2 separate regions of the Arabidopsis thaliana genome follow, and region 1 is linked to region 2. Evidence: chromatin contacts called from public capture Hi-C data. All regions are on one chromosome and are shown on one strand. Each heading gives the region's core, a stretch centred on a gene start, on an enhancer-like site or on the middle of the called end of the contact. The rest is flanking DNA. Distances are from core to core; before and after follow the strand shown. Region 1 holds the start of CB5-E (cytochrome B5). Region 2 holds the start of GLT1 (NADH-dependent glutamate synthase 1).

Region 1 (6,821 bases), core at 2,718-5,217, 59 kb after region 2:
TAAGCTTTCTTCTTCATCTCTACTTCTCTATATAACTTTGAGTAGTCTCACCAAAGTCCATTTTTAAAAAATCAACTATACCATTTTTAGCTATTCTTTGGTCTTCGTTTCGTGTAAGCATTCAATGTTTTTTTTCTTTTATCTCTTTGGGAAACGGGAGTGTGGTCTTCGTGTGTGTGTCCCTGTTTCATTAACCAGTTACGTTTCATTCTCTTCTTTTCTTACGTTTACTACAGATTTCAGAAAGAAAAAAAAGTGTTTGAAGCAAAAGAGATTAATGGCAGATTCTTGAGTCATTAACTTTTTTCTAATTCTTTTAATTAGATCTCTGAACATAAGAGATAACTTGCGTCATTATTCTATGGTTATAAAGATTATGCACTTGATTAAAATAATCTCTAGTTTTCCTTTTTCTCATTTGCTAAGCAACTGTTTCTTTTTCTTCTTCTTCTTCTTCTTCAGATAATTATGCTTGGGAGTGGAAAGCAAGAAAAATTCTAAACTTTATATAAAATTCCCAGAATCAATTGATCCAAAAAGAGGTACCATTTTTTTCCTCTCGTCATTTTCCATAAAAGTAAGCTTTTGATTGATATTTAATTATTAAAAGAATCTGTCTTTTGGGTTTTTGTTTTGACAAATTTTTGTTTTTTCAGTATTGTCAAAAAAGATAATCAAGAAGAAGAAACTCTGTTTTTTTGTTCTGTTCTTGGAAAAAAATGAGGAGTATGATGATGGAGAGAGAGGGAAGGAATGAGATAGAAAGAGAAGTAATAGATGACTTGGAAGAGACGCAAAACGAAGGAGATGATTTCAAGTCAATACCTCCATGGAAGGAACAAATCACTTTCAGAGGAATTGTTGCAAGTTTAATCATTGGTATAATCTACAGTGTGATCGTGATGAAACTAAACCTAACAACAGGTTTGGTCCCAAACCTAAATGTCTCTGCAGCACTTTTAGCCTTTGTCTTCCTTAGAAGCTGGACCAAGCTGTTGACCAAAGCCGGGATTGTGACTAAACCGTTCACTAAACAAGAGAACACTGTTGTCCAAACATGTGCTGTTGCTTGTTACAGCATTGCAGTTGGAGGTTCAGTGAATTTTGACCAGTTGTTTTGACTGTTTGATCAGTTTTTGTTTGGGGTTGGATCATTGTTTTGAGCTATGTGTTTGTGTGATTTGCAGGTGGGTTTGGTTCATACCTTCTTGGTTTGAACAGAATTACTTATGAACAGTCAGGAGGAACTCACACTGATGGGAATTATCCGGAAGGCACGAAAGAGCCTGGAATCGGTTGGATGACCGCTTTCTTGTTCTTTACTTGCTTTGTTGGTCTTTTAGCATTGGTTCCTCTAAGAAAGGTAGAGATTATTTAAGATTCTGTCTCATTGAATTTGTAGTTAGAGATGTTGCGGTAGGCCAAAGTTTGCGGGTCAGTCCGGCCCATATAAGTGTGATATGGGCCTGGCCAAACCCGCTATAGCCAACATAGGACGGAGATTAATATTGGCCAAGTTTGGACTATTAATCCCCTGTTGGCTGGTTTGGGTCTACATTGCTAAGTGTTCATTATGCTTCTTTTTTTGGTTAACCAGATCATGATCATAGACTACAAGCTGACATATCCAAGTGGAACAGCTACCGCGGTTTTGATCAACGGTTTCCACACTCCTAAAGGCAATAAAATGGCCAAGTATTAACTCGATTTTTTGGCAGTCTCTTAGCTCTCTTTCACCACTAATTCTAGAGTTTTTGATTTAAATAAAATCTGTTTATATGCAGGAAACAAGTGTTTGGGTTTGTGAAGTACTTCTCATTTAGCTTCATTTGGGCTTTCTTCCAATGGTTCTTCTCTGGTGGTACAGAGTGCGGTTTCATTCAGTTTCCAACTTTCGGGTTAGAAGCTTTGAAGAACACGTGAGTATTATTCTTAGTTCTATTGACTGTTTATATATCAACAGATAGAAACAGAATCTTGATGATCTTGAAAAAACTTGACAGATTCTACTTCGACTTTAGCATGACATACGTTGGAGCAGGAATGATCTGTCCCCATATTGTCAATATATCTTTGCTTTTTGGCGCGGTTCTGTCTTGGGGAATCATGTGGCCACTCATTAAAGGTCTTAAAGGAGATTGGTTCCCATCAACTCTTCCTGAAAACAGCATGAAGAGTCTCAATGGTTACAAGGTTCCATACAAAAAACACTAGTACTCTACAATAAACTCCGCCCTTTCTTTCGCGTACTTTCGTTCTTAATTTGTTCATAACTCTTTAGGTGTTTATATCAATCTCATTGATCCTCGGAGACGGGCTTTACCAATTCATCAAGATACTTTTTAAGACAGGAATAAACATGTACGTCAAGTTAAACAATCGCAACTCTGGGAAATCTAGTAAGTATACACCAAAAAAACTATAGAAAAATCGTCATTTCAATAATGTATTATCTGATGTTCAAACGTAAATCGCAGATTCGGAGAAAGATAAGCAATCTATTGCAGATCTTAAAAGAGATGAGATCTTTGTAAGAGACAGCATTCCATTATGGGTTGCAGCAGTAGGATACGCAGCGTTCTCTGTTGTCTCGATCATCGCGATCCCTATAATGTTCCCCGAGCTGAAATGGTACTTCATAGTCGTAGCTTACATGTTAGCTCCATCGTTAGGTTTCAGTAACGCTTATGGAGCAGGGCTAACAGATATGAACATGGCTTATAACTATGGTAAAGTCGCTCTGTTTATCTTAGCCGCTATGGCAGGGAAACAAAATGGTGTAGTCGCGGGACTTGTCGGATGCGGGTTGATAAAATCGATTGTATCGATTTCTTCTGACCTAATGCACGATTTCAAGACAGGACATTTGACTCTGACTTCACCTAGGTCGATGCTTGTGAGTCAAGCGATCGGTACAGCGATCGGATGCGTTGTGGCGCCTCTAACTTTCTTCTTGTTTTATAAAGCTTTCGATGTCGGGAACCAGGAGGGAGAGTACAAAGCTCCTTACGCTTTGGTATACAGAAACATGGCAATTCTTGGAGTTGAAGGTTTCTCTGCTTTGCCTCAACATTGTTTACAGCTTTGTTACGGGTTTTTCGCATTCGCGGTGGCGGCAAATCTCGTTAGGGATAGGTTACCGGATAAGATAGGGAATTGGGTTCCATTACCGATGGCAATGGCGGTTCCGTTTCTTGTTGGAGGGTACTTTGCTATTGATATGTGTGTGGGAAGTTTGATTGTGTTTGCTTGGAATATGAGAGATCGAGTTAAAGCCGGTTTAATGGTACCGGCGGTTGCTTCCGGTTTGATATGTGGAGATGGTCTATGGATTTTGCCGTCGTCGGTTCTTGCTTTGGCCGGCGTTAGACCTCCTATATGTATGGGCTTCATGCCGAGTAAATATTCGAGTTAAAGATAGCTTTTTACGAGTTTTTACTTTTTTGTGTAGCGACAAAAAAATTAGCTAAAGAATTGTGGAAACAAAAAAAACAGTTTATATAGGAATTGTACTTTGTAAGTTTGTATACACAATAAAGTAATAAACTAGTCTCTCAATTCTATTTAAAAATCCATGTCCCAAGTAACTTCTCCCCAAAAAGAAACTCAATATTTTAGAATAAGGTCAAATGGAATTAAATTCCAGAAGATATTTGCCAAAATAGTGATAAAAATACGGTTAAATTGGTATATGTTTTTACTGACAAAAGGCAAGATTCTTCTATTTTAAGATTTATTTCTTTCTTTGAAATCTGCTAAACGTTGTTAGATCACACTTTATGTGTCTGTTTTTTTTTTTGTCAATTCAGCACACGTCATATTTGTATTTTTCAAAGTACCAAACGTGGACCAAAATAAAATCTCGTCAAAAATGGAAACCAAATTTTAATTTGATTTGCACAAAGCCCAATTTGATTTGTTTAAAGTCAAAGCCCAACTTGACCAAAACTACCCCTGCTCATCCAAACCCTAAGCAAAATATCGAGGGTAGTTTCGTATTTTGTTTATATTGAACACAATTAAGTAGGTGAGGAACCTCTATTTCTTCCGTCTTCTGCTGATTTCTGAGCTTCGGAGCTATCGAAAATTCTGAATCTGAAAGGGTAAAGATCCCATCTTTTTCCAAAAATCGATAAGGGAATTAGTATATTCGTTCATTCATCATCGTTCTGATGATTTCGATTTGAATCTGTATCTAGTACTCTGTATTATCAGAAATTTTGATTAGTAGCTTTGATGTGTTCTTGTTTTGCAGTTTGAGTGAAGATGTCTTCAGATCGGAAGGTTCTAAGTTTTGAAGAAGTTTCAAAGCACAACAAAACTAAGGATTGTTGGCTTATTATTTCCGGCAAGGTTAGATCTTGTCTCTTTGTTTGAGAACATCTCTGTTTTTTGACGAACTTAGTTCTCTTCCGCCATTGATTTGTGTCAAAGCTTCGATTTTAAAGTTGTAGAGTTGGATTGTTACTGTTAGAAGCTTTAATCGAGCCCCTCGTAGATTTAGTTGATTCTATGTTAATTCACACTAGAGAAACAGAGTTTGTGTCTACTACTTGGTTATGATCTGTGATTGTTGCGTTCTTTAGGTGTATGATGTGACTCCATTCATGGATGATCATCCTGGAGGCGATGAAGTCTTGTTGTCCTCAACAGGTATAAAACTTGTGTTTCTCTCTGATTCAAGGCGGATTTGAAGCGGCTCGGTGACTGTTTCTGTTCTGATGTGGTGTTTTGTTTGCAGGGAAAGATGCTACAAATGATTTTGAAGACGTTGGTCACAGCGACACTGCAAGGGACATGATGGACAAATATTTCATTGGTGAGATTGATTCGTCTAGTGTTCCAGCAACTAGGACATACGTTGCACCACAGCAACCAGCCTACAACCAAGACAAGACACCAGAATTCATTATCAAGATTCTTCAGTTCCTTGTTCCGATCTTGATCTTGGGATTGGCTCTTGTCGTCCGTCACTATACCAAGAAAGACTAGAAGAAGCCAAAGGCTTGCTTTGATGCTTGTCATTGAATATCTCTACCGATCTCTGTCTATCTCTCTTGCGAAAAAAAGTACTGTTACTGTTGTTTGGTCTTAGACTGATTCTTGTTGAAATTACGAACCAAAAATCATTGTGTTGCTACTAGTTTTACTGTGTTGAGTTTATGATGACAGTGTTTTCGACTTTGATGATATAATAAAAGACTGCTTGATTTGCCCAAACTTAAGCTGCTTGATAAAGAAGTGAGAAACTGGATTTCTACAATTGAACAAATATGTTTCATACAATTGTGGAAATGACAGTTTCAGACTCATCCGTTACATTTTAACAAGAATATTGCCTTGTCTTTTTCATTAGTACTACAATAAAAGCGATAAGGATAGTAGTATTGTGTTTTCTCTGTGTGATGAGTAAACAAAAAGAAAGAAGAAAGAAAGAGAGGAGTGAAAACGGTAAGAACCAAACCGCAACAAACTTTAAACCTTGAGAAAACGCAGCCAGACGAGTGCAAGGGCTTTTGTGTAGTGGAAACACTTCATTTCTGGCTTTGATCGACTTCTTCATCAAATACTCTGTGATTGAGAAAGAGTTTCAATCTTGTCGTGAAGCGTCACGACAAGATGATGGGCATCATCAAGAAGCTTCCAGACATTAAGCTGACCAGCCATGCTATTACACTCTTCCACAATCTCATCCATACTACTGTATTTCTGTATGATCAGTTTCCTACGTAGTACTAACGCCGCGATTGCATAGAGCAACAAATCATCCGTTGGCGGTGCTTGTTGCCGGATTCTGCTCCATGGCGACTTCCCAACTCCAGCTCTAATGGCAGCTTGATCAGCCCACATCACTTCCCAGAGACACAGCGTCTGTTCAAAACTCAACTCCCTCCTAAACATAACAAGCACCATCCTGTAAACGAAACTACAATCTTCTGCTTGAAGATTCTCCAAGTGTTTATAAAGCTGAGAGTCTTTATTTTTTATGATCTTTGATACAATGCTTAGCTGTCTTTGAATCCCTGCTTCGTCAAGCCTGAAATTGTGCCGAGCTTTCTTCATGAAACCAACAAAGCACCAGAAAGCCTCGTGATCCTCTGAGATCACAGCGAGGATTGGAGATAACAGATCACTCATTCCTTGACAGTAGCCTATCTCAGGATCATACATAGCATAAGCTTCAAGAATTGCAACTAACCGTGCTGCGTGGTATAGCCTGCAGCTTTCTAAGTGATCATAGTCTTTTAACCCGACAGATTCGGCTAACCTGCGAGCTTTGCTTTCTGTGATTGCTGTTGAATATGGAGAATAATTTGCCCATTCAGAATCCGCTCGTAAAGCATCAAGCCGGATGATACGTTGCCACGTAGAGAAATCTTCGTGTACCGCAACTTCTACTTGGACCTCAGAAGCAGCAGCTACAAGAAGAGAACTATTCTCTTCAGAATTGTTATTACTATTATCCTCCTCCGGCTTTTTTTCATCGCTGTGTGCAAAAGATGAGAGTAGTAAAACATCTTCATTATCTTCACAAGAGTCTGTATCAGAAGAATCAGTGTTCAAAGCAGAAACAACATCTTGACTTGTCATTGGTCCTGTAATCTTATAATCATCCACGAACCGAACACATTGACTGTTTGCCTCATCAGATGGAAGCTCCTCAAGATTATCGGTACTTCCATTACCGCACTTGAGAAGCATCTGACATCGTCTCTGTAGTTTCTCATACTCCTTCCTACAATTCAAAGATCCCAACAATGAAATTATCTATCAGCATCTAAATACAAACATTGACTATATATAGATCAAACTAAATACTA
Region 2 (6,415 bases), core at 1,892-4,391:
TTATCACGTGTAATTCGAAAAAGTAGCGTGGTATAAAAGAAAATAACATACAATTTAAAAAAAAACATAACGACGGAAATTCCAAGAAAGAATCAAAATCGAATAAAAAATGACAAATCTTCTGCAAATTGAAGGAGAGATGATCTATCAATATAAATAACGTTTGGGAGCCTACATTTATCGAAAAAGAGATCGGGTGGTTGTGATGGTGGAAGATGTGGTGGTTGTGGTGGTGGAAAAAAGAAAGATGAGATGATTCTAAGTGTTTTATATGATTTTGAAAAACAGCATGTAATATATATATATAAAATACGAAAATGGGTAGAAAGGTAATTGCAAGTGAAGAAAGAGAGTATGGTCTGACGCCATGGCTATTTTGTTAGTTATTTTACAATCCATAGTTATTTAGTGCATATTCTAAAATAAAAATAAAAAATTGATCAAGTAATTTAAAAAATGCTATTTTTTACCAATTTATGTTATTTTCCGTTAATGTTGTCCATGTTAAACATAACACCTTTAATTTTATTTTGTCCTTAAACGTGACATTTATATTGATGGAATCTCTATACTTTTAAGAGGAAAAAAATAAAAAAAATTGGAAAAGAGAATGGGGATGAGTAAATTGAAAATGATGTCATAAATAAAGTTTGTCGTGTCGATAGATGAGGTGGACAGATTCATAGGAATGGTCACATTTATGATGAAGTCGACATATTGGTTTCGTAGTTAGGCCACCTGCTCTTCTCTTCATAACTCTTAAGTTGCTTAAACCTATTTGGTCTTTATCGTCAACCGCTTGTCGGAGAATGTGTTAATTTTTATTAGCTCCGACCGCATCAAGTTAGTTAACCATGTTAGTTATGTTTGTATGATCGACAATGTGTATTTTGTTTTTTTAATAGTGTGGGAAGCATCTTTATATATGTCTTGCATATCTCTTTTCGAACTAATCCCTTTAACAATTTTATAACTTTTGATACAAATGACATAAAAAAAACATTCATCAACTACTTATGGATATTAACTAGTCACTTTATACATAGTGTTAGCTTCACCATTTGTTCTACCTACCTAACATTTAAATTACATGTGGTTGGTGGCAGAATTGATATATTGCTTCATTTTTTTTTTGTAAAAAATATATTTCATAATTCCTTTACTATAAACTATACACTGTTGCATGTAACAAAATATTTATACATTATTCAATTGTATGCGTATATTTTTGAAAGAGGTATAATTTAATAGAGAAACACTAAACATATATAGTCGTCAACTTTTTGGATGCATAGTTCGATTCGTTTATCAGTGTTGTGTGTTGTTACATATTTATTCGTTTTTGGTCCTCCTAGACATAGAATGACACTGATAAGAAGTCATTAAAATTATATAATATTAATAACTATTCAAAGGTATTTTGTTGTTGTCAAAAACAAAAACATTTGAAAGATTTCTTACCAAAAAATATGTTAATTCTTGAAAGGGTCAACATTTTGTTTTCCTCACTCCTATTAAATCCAAGTTCAAACCAAATTATATTTAAGTATTTAACTAATGTCGTAAGATTACTATTTGTTTTTTTTTAATGAGTAATTACGGTTGGCCGCCGCATATGGAAATTAGAAAACAAACTTGGTGCAGTTCAATTCAACAAATGATTCATCATCAATGGCGTCACGTTACGTGTCCACTGTCCAATGATTCAATTTCCATTACTAATTTTTAACACATATAACCAAAGCTTGACTATGAAACGTATCAAATTAGTAAACCAATCTCCGACTAATTAACTACTTTATATAATTATAGTTTAACCCCCAAAACTAATCAGATATTAAGACTAACCCCATCTATTAATTTTGACAGCTGTCTTAACAGCGGATTTGTGGAGGCTCGTAGAGGTTTTTTTTTTTTTTTTGTATTAAATTTAAAGTAGCCATCAAAGATTGTTTTCATCTATGGTGGTACACACTTTAAGTAGTTTTCTTGTGTCACATATTACACGTAACAATCAACTACCAAACCCCACATATATAAAAATCTAAAATTTATCCACTTATAATTTTTATTTATTTTTAATTATTATTTTAGTTGAATGCATTTAAAAATTTTCTTTTTATGAAACCGTTGGTTTTTTAATATTAATTTTTTTTACAGATATTCGAGATGGACGAAGATTATCTGACTAAAATATTAAGGCTTTGAGATTATTGGGTAAACTAAATTTATTGCTTATAACCAATAAGATGAATTAGTTACACGTTATTAACTTGAATTTTTCTAATCACAAATTGGAAGTTTGCTACTTACTTAGCTTAGTAGTTTAATCAATTCAAAGGTAATAATAGAGTCTAATGGTAACAATAGATTTTATATTTGAACATGAAGATTCTAAAAACTGACAAAATATTTTCATTTTCTTAAATTTCTTAAATTATACATATATATATATATAAATTTTTTATATAATGTGAGAAGATATGATAACCAATAAAATTTTGCTTTCATATTTTTATTGACAAAAACTCCAAATATGACGAAACCGCACGGTACAATTTTAATAGAAACAAATATATCTATATAATAATATCCGCAGTTGAATCGCATGTCTCCATTGGGAGCCTAATAACAACCCAACTAATAACATAATTATTTTAATACTTAGTTTACATATTAACATTTTTAAAAATTGTTGGCTTAAAATAAAATAAAAGATAAAATAATGAAAATGAAAGATTCTTTTTAAAAAAATGAAAAATCTCTCTTATCTAAAAAGCAAAACAAATTTTTTCTTTCTAAATCTGGACCCAAACCCCATATCTCTCCTCTATAAATATAAACGTCTCGTCTCTTAAAAAAATCGTATAAACTCTTATATACTTTCTCTAGCCGCCACATTTTAATAGAAATAAAAATATTTCTATAATAATATTTGTAGTTGAATCGCACGTCTCCATTCGAAACTTAATAACAACCCAATTAATAACAGAATTATTTTAATACTTAGTTTACATATTATTTCTTTTTTAAAATTACTGATTCAAAATAAAAAAAATAAAAAAAAAAATTTAAAAGAAGGAAAAATCTCTCTTATCTAAAAAAGCGAAACAAAATTTTCTCTCTCTTATAAAGCTGGACCAAACTCCATCTCTCTCCTCTATAAATATAAACGTCTCGCCTCCTGAGAAAAACGTATAAACTCTCACACTCTCCCTAGCCGCCACCTACCCTCCGCCGCCTCCTTTTCGCCGCCTGCTTCGCTCCGCCGCGCGCAGCGCTTTTAGTCTTTTTCTGAGACTGTTTCCGAAGAATCTCTCTGTTAGGATTTTGTTTGATTCTGGTCGTTATCCAGATCAGAGAAATCCGTGATCCTTTTTTCTCTCTCACTTTCTTCTCTGAAATAGGAAAAACAAAAAACAAATCTGATAATCGAAACTGATCACTCACTGCTGATTCCGTAACCTAAAAAATGTCGGCAGCTTCTTCTAGCTCCGTTCTTCACCTCCGAACCAACCAACAACTGTTATCACTCCGATCTCTCAAAAATTCCACCTCCGTTGCTTCTCAATTGGCCGTTACGTCTGGTGTTAGCCGTAGAAGATCGTGTACGGCGCGATGCTCTGTGAAGAAACCGGTGATTCCTGAGAGTCCTTTCCTAGGGACTCGTGTGCGGAGATCCGGATCCGAGACGCTTCAGTTCTGGAGATCAGATGGTCCTGGACGGTCTGCGAAGCTTCGAACGGTGGTTAAATCGTCATTTTCCGCTGTTCCGGAGAAGCCTCTTGGTCTTTATGATCCTTCCTATGATAAAGACTCTTGTGGTGTTGGTTTTGTAGCAGAGTTGTCCGGCGAGACCACCCGCAAAACGGTACTGTTTTGAATCTTCTCATGTGATGTGATCATTGACATATATGATTTGATTGATCGATGACATGTTGTTGATGATTTTAGGTGACTGATTCGTTGGAGATGTTGATACGGATGACTCATAGAGGTGCTTGTGGTTGTGAGAGCAACACTGGTGACGGCGCTGGGATTCTTGTTGGTCTGCCTCATGATTTCTATGCAGAGGTTTGTTTTGTTCTGTTATCTCCAGATTAATTTATTGTCCATGCAATAAGATTTCTGACAGGATCTGAACTTATGTAATGTTATTTTATTGTTTCTGGTTCTGTTGTTGTTAATTAAGTTTTAAAACTGTTGATGTTTTTGTCTATTAGGCTGCGACAGAGCTTGGCTTTGTACTTCCTTCTGCTGGAAATTATGCTGTTGGTATGTTCTTCTTGCCAACTGTTGAAAGCAGGAGAGAAGAAAGCAAGAATGTTTTCACTAAGGTTGCTGAATCACTTGGCCACTCGGTTCTTGGATGGAGATTAGTGCCTACCGATAATTCTGGACTGGGAAACTCCGCTTTGCAGACTGAACCGATTATTGCGCAAGTTTTCCTTACTCCTACAACTAAATCTAAAGCTGACTTTGAGCAACAGGTAATTGTTTTGCATTGAAAATTTATTCATGTATCATTAACACTGGGAGATGATGTTAATGATTACCTTTGTTTTTGATAGATGTATATCCTTAGAAGGGTTTCTATGGTTGCTATTCGAGCTGCGTTGAACCTTCAACATGGTGCGATGAAGGACTTCTACATCTGTTCGTTGTCTTCTAGGTATTTAGCTATTTCAATTAAGAATGACATGTTTGTCTCAAGTACTGAAAAGTTAACCTAACGAATTGTTTTTCGTGATTTAGGACTATCGTCTACAAAGGACAATTGAAGCCTGATCAACTAAAGGACTATTACTATGCGGATCTTGGGAGTGAAAGGTTTACGAGCTACATGGCCCTGGTAAATATTTTTTCTATTCACTATCTCTTTTTTTATGCTGACTCCATGCTCCACCAACAGCATGTGAACCAACGGGGTAACCAAGGAGATGCGAAGTTGAGGAATGACTTCTGAGGCCTCTTAAGTTCCTCCAAAACCTTGATAAGAATTTTAATTTGGATGCTGGTGAGTTGGTAACGTCAAGTGAGTCCAGAAACTCGTTGCCCTTGATATGTATGATAAGTTATCTTAGGCTAAATGATCACAATCTGGTGATTAAGACTAAAATTTTGTTGGTTAAGGTAGTTAACAATTCTGCAACATTAGAACTTGCCCCCAACTATATGCTGTTGAAGTTGTGTCTAAGACCAAGTGGTAAAGTTTTCAGTTGCATACATACACATTTTAATGTTTGATAACTAATGATTGACTATACTCGGTTACATGTTTAATGATTCAGGTTCATTCTCGGTTCTCTACCAATACATTTCCCAGCTGGGATCGTGCTCAGCCGATGCGTGTTTTGGGCCACAATGGGGAGATCAATACACTCAGGGGAAACGTGAACTGGTATGTTGTCAGAGATAGCTTACATTAAAGCTTTCATGTAATTTAAGTAACCTGTTTGGTGCCTTAGCATTTGTGTGATAAAAATGCCCTTTGGTATGCAAGTGCCTAAGAAGTTGAGTCTGCCTCATTTTCATTTTAATTACTGCGTTCTCTAGTGAATTTTGTTTTGATATTTCATCACAGGATGAGGGCACGTGAGGGTCTGCTCAAGTGCAATGAACTTGGATTATCAAAGAAAGAGTTGAAGAAGCTTCTACCTATTGTGGACGTTAGCTCTTCTGACTCAGGTAACTCTCAATCTCATTATATGCCCGTACGATGTGTTGAAGTTGAACTAACTGTAGATCACAACTTTGCCTATGATATTATGGACCTGTGACACGTTTCTATATTGTGTTGTTAACATTTTTAGGTGCTTTTGATGGTGTTCTTGAGCTTCTTGTCCGAGCTGGTAGAAGTCTTCCTGAAGCTGTTATGATGATGATCCCTGAAGCATGGCAAAATGACAAAAACATTGATCCAAGCAGGAAAGAGTTTTATGAATACTTATCTGCTCTAATGGAGCCATGGGATGGACCTGCCCTCATATCATGTAAATTATATCCTGAAGTTAACACACAACCATAACTTTATATTTTGTTTTTTAGATTGTAACTCTTTTATTGAATGTCTTGCAGTCACTGATGGTCGCTACTTGGGTGCCACATTGGACCGTAATGGACTTCGTCCTGGTAGGTTCTACATAACCCACAGTGGAAGGGTTATCATGGCTAGTGAAGTTGGGGTAGTGGATGTACCACCTGAAGATGTGATGAGGAAAGGAAGACTTAACCCGGGTATGATGCTTCTTGTCGATTTTGAGAAGCATATTGTTGTTGATGACGATGCCTTGAAGCAGCAGTATTCACTGGCAAGGCCTTATGGTGAGTGGCTTAAAAGGCAAAAGATTGAACTTAAAGACATCATTGAGTCAGTTCCGGAGGCTGAACGGATTGCTCCTTCAATTTCTGGGGT

Evidence for each region. Capture Hi-C pulls out chosen DNA fragments and counts their contacts.
Region 1: a contact with region 2 is called in a capture Hi-C map of seedling, with 1.5 times the contacts expected there. The contact joins the promoter of CB5-E here to the promoter of GLT1 in region 2. A contact is called at or near these places in 5 of 26 Hi-C or Micro-C datasets (leaf, seedling, shoot and 1 more), 1 of 2 datasets of contacts at active chromatin or transcription factors (shoot) and 1 of 3 other capture datasets (seedling).

Annotation. Positions count from the first base shown.
Region 1 is chr5:21,755,362-21,762,182 of TAIR10.1, forward strand. It overlaps CB5-E (cytochrome B5), which reads left to right and starts at 3,968. Exons shown (of 4, transcript NM_124736.4): 1 at 3,968-4,103; 2 at 4,256-4,353; 3 at 4,587-4,653; 4 at 4,742-5,217. The coding sequence starts at 4,267. The coding sequence ends at 4,992. It overlaps YSL3 (YELLOW STRIPE like 3), which reads left to right. Exons shown (of 9, transcript NM_001345061.1): 1 at 1-364; 2 at 463-542; 3 at 657-1,092; 4 at 1,188-1,363; 5 at 1,598-1,695; 6 at 1,785-1,919; 7 at 2,004-2,193; 8 at 2,282-2,399; 9 at 2,478-3,572. The coding sequence starts at 720. The coding sequence ends at 3,415. It overlaps AT5G53570 (Ypt/Rab-GAP domain of gyp1p superfamily protein), which reads right to left. Exons shown (of 5, transcript NM_124737.3): 5 at 5,197-6,736. The coding sequence ends at 5,563.
Region 2 is chr5:21,697,046-21,703,460 of TAIR10.1, forward strand. GLT1 (NADH-dependent glutamate synthase 1) reads left to right here and starts at 3,142. Exons shown (of 20, transcript NM_124725.5): 1 at 3,142-3,871; 2 at 3,955-4,074; 3 at 4,224-4,490; 4 at 4,572-4,672; 5 at 4,756-4,852; 6 at 5,292-5,401; 7 at 5,585-5,688; 8 at 5,814-5,993; 9 at 6,079-6,415. The coding sequence starts at 3,473.